Regions from separate parts of the Anas platyrhynchos genome. Here region 2 is linked to region 1. A link is a contact called in public Hi-C data. All regions are on one chromosome and are shown on one strand. Each heading gives the region's core, a stretch centred on a gene start, on an enhancer-like site or on the middle of the called end of the contact. The rest is flanking DNA. Distances are from core to core; before and after follow the strand shown.

Region 1 (5,400 bases), core at 2,636-5,135:
TAGGTGGCCTTGCTTGAGCAGGGGAGTTGAACAAGTTGGCCAAGGTGTACAAATTTATAGAGAACAGCATTACCTGCAACTCCTTTCTCCTTTACCTATTGCATGGCTTTTTGTTGACAGTTAACAGATTTTTATATAGAACCTTGTTTGTTACTGTTGAGTTTATGACAAGGATTCCCAAACTCTGGTATCTAAGTTATTCCAAGAAATGATGTGGCCTGGTAGAGAGGCAGGCTGTGCTGCTGCTTAGGGGGTACTTGCCATTACAGCTTCTGTTAATGCTGGATCAGAAAATAGGTTTGTGAATTGTGACCAAAAATCCTCTACCATCTCTTACCTTTCAGCTATAGCATTAAAATGCAGTATACATACCCATTTGGGATTGTTAACAGAGCTTTTATTGATGAGATTTCTCTCTTTATTCACTCCCTTTCAGAGGAATAATATGGGGCTGTGTATATTCCTGAGCAGTACAGAAAAGGAGGGACTTGCCTTTTCATCTCAGTTTTAATGTCAATGTGACTGAAACATTAGCACTGCCAGTAACGTACATTGAACGTGAGTCAGGCAGCAGAAGACCATGAAGCTAAACTAAAAACTAGGGAAACTCTTAACTGAGTTCTGATTTTTGAGCTTTAGCAAAATATATTGAGTGTCCCAACATACCATTTGGAAAACATACTCTCAGAAATACATGAATTGTTATTAGTACTAGAAAATGTTTTCTCATACTAATATGATTTAAACATTTTGACAGTGAGCAAAATACCCAAATTCAGGCAATAAAATTACTCTAGAGTTACTGAAACTGATTCAGAAAGGGGAAAGAAATATATGAACCCAAGTATGAGGAAAGAGCCACAGGGAAAGGTCAGATCCACAATCCCTTTCATCCTGCTGGGAAAGTCTGCTTCCACCTGACTAATCCCGGCTTAAGAGAGAACTGCTCTACAGCAAGAAGCAGATGCTCAGCAGGCAAACGGTCATTCAGTCTATCCAGCCTGTCAGGGATACAGCACTCCAGTTACAGTTCTGTTCCTTTAAGAGACAAATATCTGATACTACTGAGAAGGCCATCATTCCAAATCTGATATTTCAGTGATCAGAGAATGAGAAATATGCTGAAAGATTTTGCAGCTATACAAAACTATGAACTCACCTGGGGAACAATACCTTCAAGATTTTCTGTAGATGTCCCATATGAAAACAGTAATCATTTACAGCCATCCACATAAAAAGTCAAAGTTTTGTAAATGGGGCTGTTAAAAAATACTGTTTTAACATGTTTAGGTGACATTTGATTTACTTCTCTTGATTCTCTTTGATTTTGATTATTTTCTGCTTCAACAGACAGTTACCTGATTGTACTGCAAAATAAACAAACTTGACTGGCAAAATAAAAAAAAATAAAGAAAAAACACATCAAAACACTATGATAGGTGTGGTTTTGATGACTACATTTGTAGCTTTTTTGACTAGGTAAGTACTTAGTAACTTGTATAGCCTTTTAATCATACTACCCAGTTAAAGCTGGTCAGGTAAAAATGAAACAAAAACAGAGATAATTTTTTCCTATTGGAAAATGAAACGAAAGGACAAACTACACTGTTCTTCATTGTATGTGCTGGCTAAGAACAACTAAAATGTTGATGTTCATACTCAGAAATATGGTTTTGTTTGAAAGGTATATAGAAGCAATTTTAAAATCTTCCATGTTCCTGAATTATCTCAGTTTTATTAAATGACATTTTCTTCCAAAATCCCAACTTCCTTCTTTGTTGTTCTATAAAGCGTAAAGAAGGAAAGTGCATACACTGAAGGACACGTGAAGTTTATTTAGGTAGGCACAGCTGAGGAGGTATCGTGTATCAGAATGCTACAGAACAGTGTGAGTAACCACTAGGTTGTGCTGTCGGTCTAAAATTGAAGCCCCTGTATTTAAGAGACTGAAGTTTCAAAATTCTCAAGCGTGATGTAAACATAAAACCCTAGTGTTCTCATTTGGATATATCAGGAAAAAAAAAAAAAGTACAAAATACGTGTTTTTGTAAGGAAAGGGATTTGGTATTTGATCTATTGGAAAAAAAAAATTCCTATTATGCAAATATCCTTCACAGTCATACATGTACCAAGAGATTAAAAGAATGTCACAGCCACAACCATATTCAATTTACTAAATATCTATTATTAGAATTATAGTTTTTTTTTTGTTTGTTGGTTTTTTTTTGGTTTCTGTGGTAAGTCATCATTTGCATATATCTGCAAATACATGCAACATTTTTACACAAAAATAATTAAATGTGTTCTATAACACAGCATATATTCTTGCTTTTCTGTTGCTTGTGGTAAATGTAAACCTGTACCAAACAGTGGTCAATGAAGATTTGTGGATATCTGTTGTTACGCTGCATCATGAGTTGTAAAACAATGTGTGTTTATGAAAATGTAGTTTTCTCAAAATTGTTACCCTGGAAACATTGGATGCATGGTTGTTGAAATTTGCCAATTGTCACAACAATATTTTTTGTATACTTTAACCTAGAAATTGTTTCACGTTAGGCTTTTCCTGCACTTGTCACTTTGTAGTGGCTAACATACTCTTTCAGTTGTGTATGTAGGAAGCACATTGGTGAGCCACACATGAGAATTTACAGAAGGATCTATTATAGCTGTGAAAGCCAAGAATATGCTGTGAAGGGGGTGGTAGTTGGCAGTCCTTTCAACCTACCGACAATTCTTGCAGGCATTCAAAATTACAGATTTCCTTCAGCAACAAAAGGAGAAAACATCCTATCCTACTTGTGTATAGACAACACTTTTCATTATTGGTAGCAATTAAGTGATCTAATAAGCCTTTTAAATTTTTTTTTTGTCGTTTGTGTACTATTAAATGTAGTATGTCCAATCACTTCTGATGATACTCAGAAAGTGAAGTTTACTAAAGATAAGTTTAAATCATGCTTCCACAGTTATTTACCTATTGATGATGCTAATGGCCTACCAGAAGTGAAAGTTAGCACTGCAAAATTTTGTGTATTCTCTGGAAGTAAAAAAAACAAAAACAACCAAACAGCAACAACAAAAACACAGGATAAACCATTTAAAGAGAAAAAGTCCGTAGCTAATTAAAACCTGTCAGCATAACAGCTACTTCTTCTGAAGAACATGTTTTCTCTCTGCTCTTAACTTCTGAGAGGCAGGAACTGCATTCTCATCTGAGAACCAAGAATTCTTCCATTAGAATTCTAATTTTGATACCAATTCACTTGTAGCCTATGACGATTTATCACATGATATATATAGACGTGAAAAAGAAATAATATTTGTTTAGGAGCAATATGAAGATTAATTATTTAAATCATTCTGAAAATCAGCCTTATGCAGATATTATGATTATTTCTCAGCAGTTGATTCTAGTCTGGGATGACACCCAGAAAAGGACGTAAACACCTGATGTTGAAGTCAGGTGGAATTTGGGTGCCCTATATCAAAATTGCAGTCCTAAAAAGTATTTACATATCTGCCACTTCACACTTGAAGTACCTACATTTTTGTGGAAGCTCAGGCATTTTTATCGCGAGGTGCATAATAAAAAGAGCAGTCCAGCAATGCTCTTTCATCCTCTCAAAGGTAGTTAAGCGTTAATAGGGCTGAGTAGCCTATTAATTAACTCAGCTAACGTTCAATATGTGTCCAGAAATTAAGCATTCCTCTGTATGTCTCCCTGGAGAGTTCAGTCCAGTAGGTGAGTTCTGAAGATGCCTAGTAGGCTGGGACCCTGCAGCAACAGCTGGCCCCACAGTGGAAAAATCTGTTTCCCTTCAGACTGGAGCTGAGTGCTTAGAACAGACAGAAATGTGGATGAGATCCAGGTTCAATTCCCTCGTCTGTCTGAAAGGGCTCAACCCTTCCTTTGGAGTATGCTGTAGCCAGCAGGCAGCAGACTCTAGAATGTAGGAAAGATTCTTCAGTCTTCAATTTCACTTTCCAGTGATGTTCACTATTCACCATTTAAGTCTTGCAGTTAAGATGCACTGGTGAGAAAGAGTAACTTGTCATTTTTTTTTACAGAAACTAGAGAAATAGTCCTGAATAAGCACAAAAATACTTGGAGGAGTTGGGACTAGAACCCAGGATAGAGTGCTCTTGAGTGAGTGCCTGCTTACTTAATTGGCTTCTTATAGAACATAATGATTTTTGTAAATGTTCCACACGCATGTACTTTCCTGCATGCACTGCAAGAAGATTCTCTATACAGGATTCTGGATTCAATTATATGAGCCAGGAAGATGAAAATCAGATGTGGTATTTAGGAGTGCAGTGCTTTGTCTTTTTCTAGATCTGTCCTAGGTTCAGCAATAGGGATCCTAATATAGGATAAGGCAAACACAAACTCTCTCTTCCATTCTTTCTTTCTTTCTCTCTCTCTCTCTCTCCCTCTGTTCCTTCCTGTTCCTTTCTGTTCCATTTCTCTCCATGTTTGTGATCAGTTCTTAAAACAACTGGGTAAGAAACGTATTTGGAGCCTGATCTTTTTCTTCAGAAATCAAAGGGAAAATCCTTGTGCTGTTAGTCAAGTCAGACTTAGGCTCTGAATATTAATGGAAGAAGAAACATTTTGAGAAGTTTTGTGTATAGTTCCAAGTATACTTAGTACCCATGCGTTTTTGCTGTGATTTATCAAACCAGCTATTTTTGCCAAGTCAATACCTATCTCAGTTCTCTAAAACGAATTAATTAAAATTGATTTAAATTCAAGTGCTTTGAGATGTGATCTGTTAAGTGTCTGAAAGGGCTGCTAAAATGAGGACAAGAAAAGTAAATAGGCTTTTCTTTCCAGAATATATGCCTGACTTTGCTGTTATACTGGCATGCATATGTTTAACTGAAATATTTGTAACAGTTCGTGCATATGACTCGTCAGTCATTATGGAGTAAAGTTGTAAAAACGAGGTTTTTACTTGTTGAAGAATGTTGGTATAGAGAAATGTGAAGAATTATGAAGATGAAAATAGATTTGATCCTTGCCAACATTATAGGCTGTAGCATGACTGAACGATAATATTTGCACTAAATGCATCTCAGATAGATAGCTATTAGTTATTATTGGAGGAAAAAAAAGTTTGTCAATTGCCATGAAAACACATAAAACCAAAACTTTTCTAATGCAAAAGTGTTATTTGAACATGATAGTATTAGAGGCTCTATGAGTGCCTGTAATGAATTCCTTACTTTTGTGTTGCAGCTTAGAGAAATCCCTGAAACAGACCTAAAGACCCTGAACAGGGCCTCTAACAGAAAAAGAAGAAAAAAAAAAAAAAAGAAAAAGAAAAAGAAAACAACCCAAAACAAAACAAACCCTCTTCCATATTTTAAAGTGGCTTTTTAGGCCTCCTGAGT
Region 2 (4,770 bases), core at 914-3,413, 180 kb after region 1:
TTAATTTTCTAGGGAAATAGCAGTCAACAAAGTTTGCCATTCACAGATTTCTCTGCAGTGTATGGTTAATTTGTTCTTGTCCCCCCTGTGCCAGAGAGGCGTTTCAGACTCACGCATAATCTGCTTGAAGGTAAGCTGATTTTGTCTGACCAGCATGTATATTTGTGTTTGCAGCTGGGAGCAGGATAAATAGTTTGGATGCTAGTCACAGGTCTAGGCTAACTTAGATTTCATGTGGCATTGCACTCAATGCCATGGCCAAGATGAACAGTGCTCAGGAAAAAGGGACAAGACAAGACTTGTGTCTGTAGGACTCCTGCCTCTTTTTTACTGTCCCATTTGGAAGATAAATGGTAAATTCAGGAGGAAGTTACAGGACCAAAAAAAAAAAAAATGGCCTCAGTTAACTAAGATGAATTTTAGTTCTCCATCTATAAAGCAGGAATAATAATATATATATTTTTGCTGGTGGAGGTGGTATATATGAAAATACATGCATTCTTGCTGTAAAGCACCACTGACTTGGTGACACAAAAATCAGTAATTTTATTCCCACTGCAGGAATGGAGAGTGTGTGAGAATAAGGTTTGGAATGATCCATTCATTGAACAGTATTTAATATGTAAACATTTGCTGAATGAGGCAGTGATTTTATAGGGGAAAAAAAAAAAAAAAAGGTGATAATGACATTTCCAGATTGTACCATACTGCAATTTCATGGAGAAACTGAAGGTTGTGTGAGCAACCTTAATAGAGGTGCTTCCTTTAGTTTTGCAGATGTTTTTGTCAGTTTGTGAGTGAATGACTCTAAAATCTTTATGTACTTCAGACTTAGTGTTGCATATTTATGTATATATATATGTACACGTACAGAGGGAAAGAGACAGGAAGTTTTATTATATGTGCGTATCTTTTATTACAAATGTTAAAGACTGAAATACTGTATTTTACATGCACACATAGTGCTCAGCACAGTGTGTCGGGGTGCGACAGTGCCATCCCATCCACTGGGGAGCAGGGAGCAAGATGCACCTGAGCTGCAGCCGGTCTGTGCGCAGAGTTTCACTGGGCTCAATGCAAAACGGAGCGATGCCTGGGGGTGCCAGATGGTGCACTTCTGGTGCCCGGTGCTGCTCATATCCACAGGGGCCTCCCGAGTGCAAGTCCATGGATGTGGCCAGAGGTACCTATTAGTGCAATTACTCTAAGAAACTACTTTTTAAAATGCCAAGAAAAGTATTCATTTAAAATTCCAATCTGTATTTTATGCTACATTTATTCAAGTTAGCATATTGCAATTCAGGCTAAGGATAAAAAATGAAGTTCATAGGCTACAGGCATTGATAAACACTGAGCAAAATGAGACATTTCGATGATTTACATAGAAAAAAATAATTTCTTGGGACATTATACAACAACATCTCTGTGTTTGCTTTATTCACTGCTGGGTGTATGCCTCAAGCTTTCTGCATGGCTCTACATTCTGTTAAAGACACGGCACTTCAGCAATTCACTGGCTTGCTTCTGTGGTAGGAGGGCAGCTTCTCCTGCATTGCTTCTGTCTGCAATGTAGCTTTTGCTGCTCTTTGAAAAGGAGTGGTGCATTAGAGTGAACAAAAGGTAAAACACACATTGTGAACAGTACTATTTCAGCAATTATTCTCATAATGTTAAAGCACAGTTAGAATTTTGTTTTTCTTTATTTTTTTTTACACAAATTACTAACTTTTGAAATGATCATACAAATATCATAGTTACTCCAATATATCTGCATTTCAGCCATTTCTTTTCTCCTGGTCTTCAGAGGTTCATATGAAATTTGACTGTTTCTTCCCTTTTATTTTCCACTTTTAAATATTGTAAATCAAGCAGATCAACACATCCAAAACATATCAGTTCTTTGAATCCTTCTGGAAGACTCCCTACTGTGCTCTCTGAATTTTTAAGCTTTTCAGCATCTCGTATGACAGCCAGTTTTCTTCCAATGGACACGTGCAATACGCAGCCTGTCAGCTTTTTCCCAACTCTGTCGCTCAGAGAGAACATTGCTGGGTTAACTTCTGTTTGATAGCTGCGAGCGCTCAGGCCTTTCTCAATGAACCCTGTAACCATACTTCTTGCAGGAGAAGAATAAACACACATTGCGGTAGCCCCTTGCTTAATCTTTCCCATGCTCACTTGCTCGCAGCCTGGAGTCACCAAGGCAGTGTGGTTTTGTGTGCCAGCCTCGCTCCGTGTGCTCCCTCTAGTGATCCAACCACGTAAAACATTTCTTTCCGAGGGGGGAGAGCTGGAATTTCCCAGATGGCTCACAAAACGTTTAATGAAGTGTGCAGCACAACCATTTCATTACAACATATTGTGTACTTTTGCCTTTAATAACTGCATTCCTCATCTGAGAAGTCTCTGTAGCTTTCAGAAATGAATTACAGTAGTATCATTTTTCTCAAAATATATTTTTCCATGACAAGAATAGCACTTTCCTAAACTATTGTATTTATTAGCAACCTGTTACCCTCTGACACCACTGTCATTTTCATCAGCCTTGATAAAGTGAGTATCATTTAAAATCTCCAGAAAAATTATTAAACCAGCTTTATTTTATTGGTTCCTCTTTTCTTTTCTTTTCTTTTCTTTTCTTTTCTTTTCTTTTCTTTTCTTTTCTTTTCTTTTCTTTTCTTTTCTTTTCTTTTCTTTTCTTTTCTTTTCTTTTCTTTTCTTTTCTTTTCTTTTCTTTTCTTTTCTTTTCTTTTCTTTTCTTTTCCTTTCCTTTCCTTTCCTTTCCTTTCCTTTCCTTTCCTTTCCTTTCCTTTCCTTTCCTTTCCTTTCCTTTCCTTTCCTTTCCTTTCCTTTCCTTTCCTTTCCTTTCCTTTCCTTTCCTTTCCTTTCCTTTCCTTTCCTTTCCTTTCCTTTCCTTTCCTTTCCTTTCCTTTCCTTTCCTTTCCCTTTCCTTTCCCTTTCCCTTTCCCTTTCCCTTTCCCTTTCCCTTTCCCTTTCCCTTTCCCTTCCCTTCCCTTCCCTTCCCTTCCCTTCCCTTCCCTTCCCTTCCCTTCCCTTCCCGAAACAAACAATAAAAAAGACTATAAAAGGTGAGAATTTTAATTCTGGTTTGATGGCAGGCAGAAAAATCAAGCCAATCACCTGAGGGTGAAATCATTTTCCTTGGTGGGACAGGAATTGTACTATCCTGATGAAGAACAAACGGACTTAGATGTTCTCCATCTTCAAGCTAAAGTATGAAGATCAGTGCTATTCCCAGGTGGCTGCTGCTTTAGCAGAGTTGCCCTTTTTTCCTGACAGTTTAGAGGCACTGAATTTGTAGAAATAGAGACTATACATGATTTCTTGCTTTTTGCTCTTTCTTTGCTTCTGTACATGCCGACCGTCAACTGCTTTTTCTCTGTCCACTGAGGATAGGAAGGATATATGCAATCTATCAAGATTGCATATAGGTAAAGCGGAAGGTCTTGCACTTACTTTCCACATGAAAGGTGAATTTTACCCTGTTAGACAGATATAATGATAGCATAAGGGAATCTATTCCTTCAGAATTAAAAAATAATAGTAATTAAAAGAAGGCATAATTAATACATTGACTTCCTGTACCTTATAGTACTTCTGCTTAAGTAATCATTCTTAATTTATTAAACAAGTTTTTGGCAACAGTACAGTTACTGGGGGATAGAGATGAGAATTAGTTATCCCTGGCAATTCCTAGCTAAATTAAGGAATTAAGAGGCAAAGAGACTGAACTGCCTTTTGATCCAGAAGTTGTTCTTCTGAAATAAACTCTTACATCTTTGGAGAAGTCATGTGTGACTTAGTTGCTGTGGACAGGGACAGGGGATGAGCTCCTTCCAAAGAGGTCCATTCAGCATGGATGTTCAATCCCCTGTAATTCATGTTGTTATGAAGAGCTGTGATTGAAATAATTTCACTTCTCTTATATTTGCATCAAGCTATTAGAAGAAAACACACTTTTTAAAAGCTGAGGCTTTATTTCCCATATCAGAATTCTGTCTGTGGAGCATCACCGAATTGGGTTTCATGTTCAATTCCTGACAGATATTTGAAAGAACTTCTGTTGTAAGCACAGCAGCAGCTGCAGCTCAGCTTCCCCTGTTTACAGTGTGAAAGTCATCCTATTCACTAAAGCCAAATTCTGGCGTTTTTGGACAAATGTTAACTTCCCATGAACTTCATCAAACACCGAGACTGACTGGGACAGCCTCCAGTCATGTGCCAACATCACTGCTTCAGTAAGTGTTTGTTTAGACACAAAGCACAGCATACAGGCAACATCCAGTTCTGGTGCCAGCTGGGTATTTCTCAAATCACTAGGTACAGGACTGGGTCCTAAATTTGCCAGTAGCCTGTGCAATTAAATAAACTAAACTTTGGAAAACTGAGAGCTGCTCGCATGTAGTTTTGCTCCATGTTGGTGGTGACTCTGGTAGATCCAAGAGGTATTAAATTTAATGTGCATGTGGGTGCCTGTGCACTCACTAATCAGTGCATGTGCAGTGAATCTTACTAGCCCAGAAACACAAAGTGATTTGTAATTATTTTATTACCAACCAGCAATTTTACACTAAAACCAATCTATAGCATAAACAATCTGGAATTAACCTGGCAGCAACCTTTGGACATTGCCATTGTTTATTAATATCTCCATACTTTCTGCTAAATTCTGATTTAATTCATTACTATAGTTGGGAGGAAAAAAAAAATCCCTAATGAAAAGAATCAAGGAATTATGGCAAGCAAAAT

What was found. Hi-C and Micro-C count contacts between places; a contact is called where the count stands out from the background.
Region 2: a contact with region 1 is called in a Hi-C map of liver, with 4 times the contacts expected there. The contact joins two enhancer-like sites. A contact is called at or near these places in 5 of 8 Hi-C or Micro-C datasets (F1 follicle, liver, skeletal muscle and 1 more).

What each region holds. Positions count from the first base shown.
Region 1 is chr4:37,383,061-37,388,460 of IASCAAS_PekinDuck_T2T, forward strand. No RefSeq gene overlaps it. Among named protein-coding and RNA genes, the nearest start is that of TMEM184C, 8.0 kb to the left of the region's middle. Within about 2 kb of position 3,886, at least 1 of the 8 cell types and tissues checked has an H3K27ac peak or open chromatin away from gene starts, as enhancers often do.
Region 2 is chr4:37,563,363-37,568,132 of IASCAAS_PekinDuck_T2T, forward strand. No RefSeq gene overlaps it. Among named protein-coding and RNA genes, the nearest start is that of TTC29, 61 kb to the right of the region's middle. Within about 2 kb of position 2,164, at least 2 of the 8 cell types and tissues checked have an H3K27ac peak or open chromatin away from gene starts, as enhancers often do.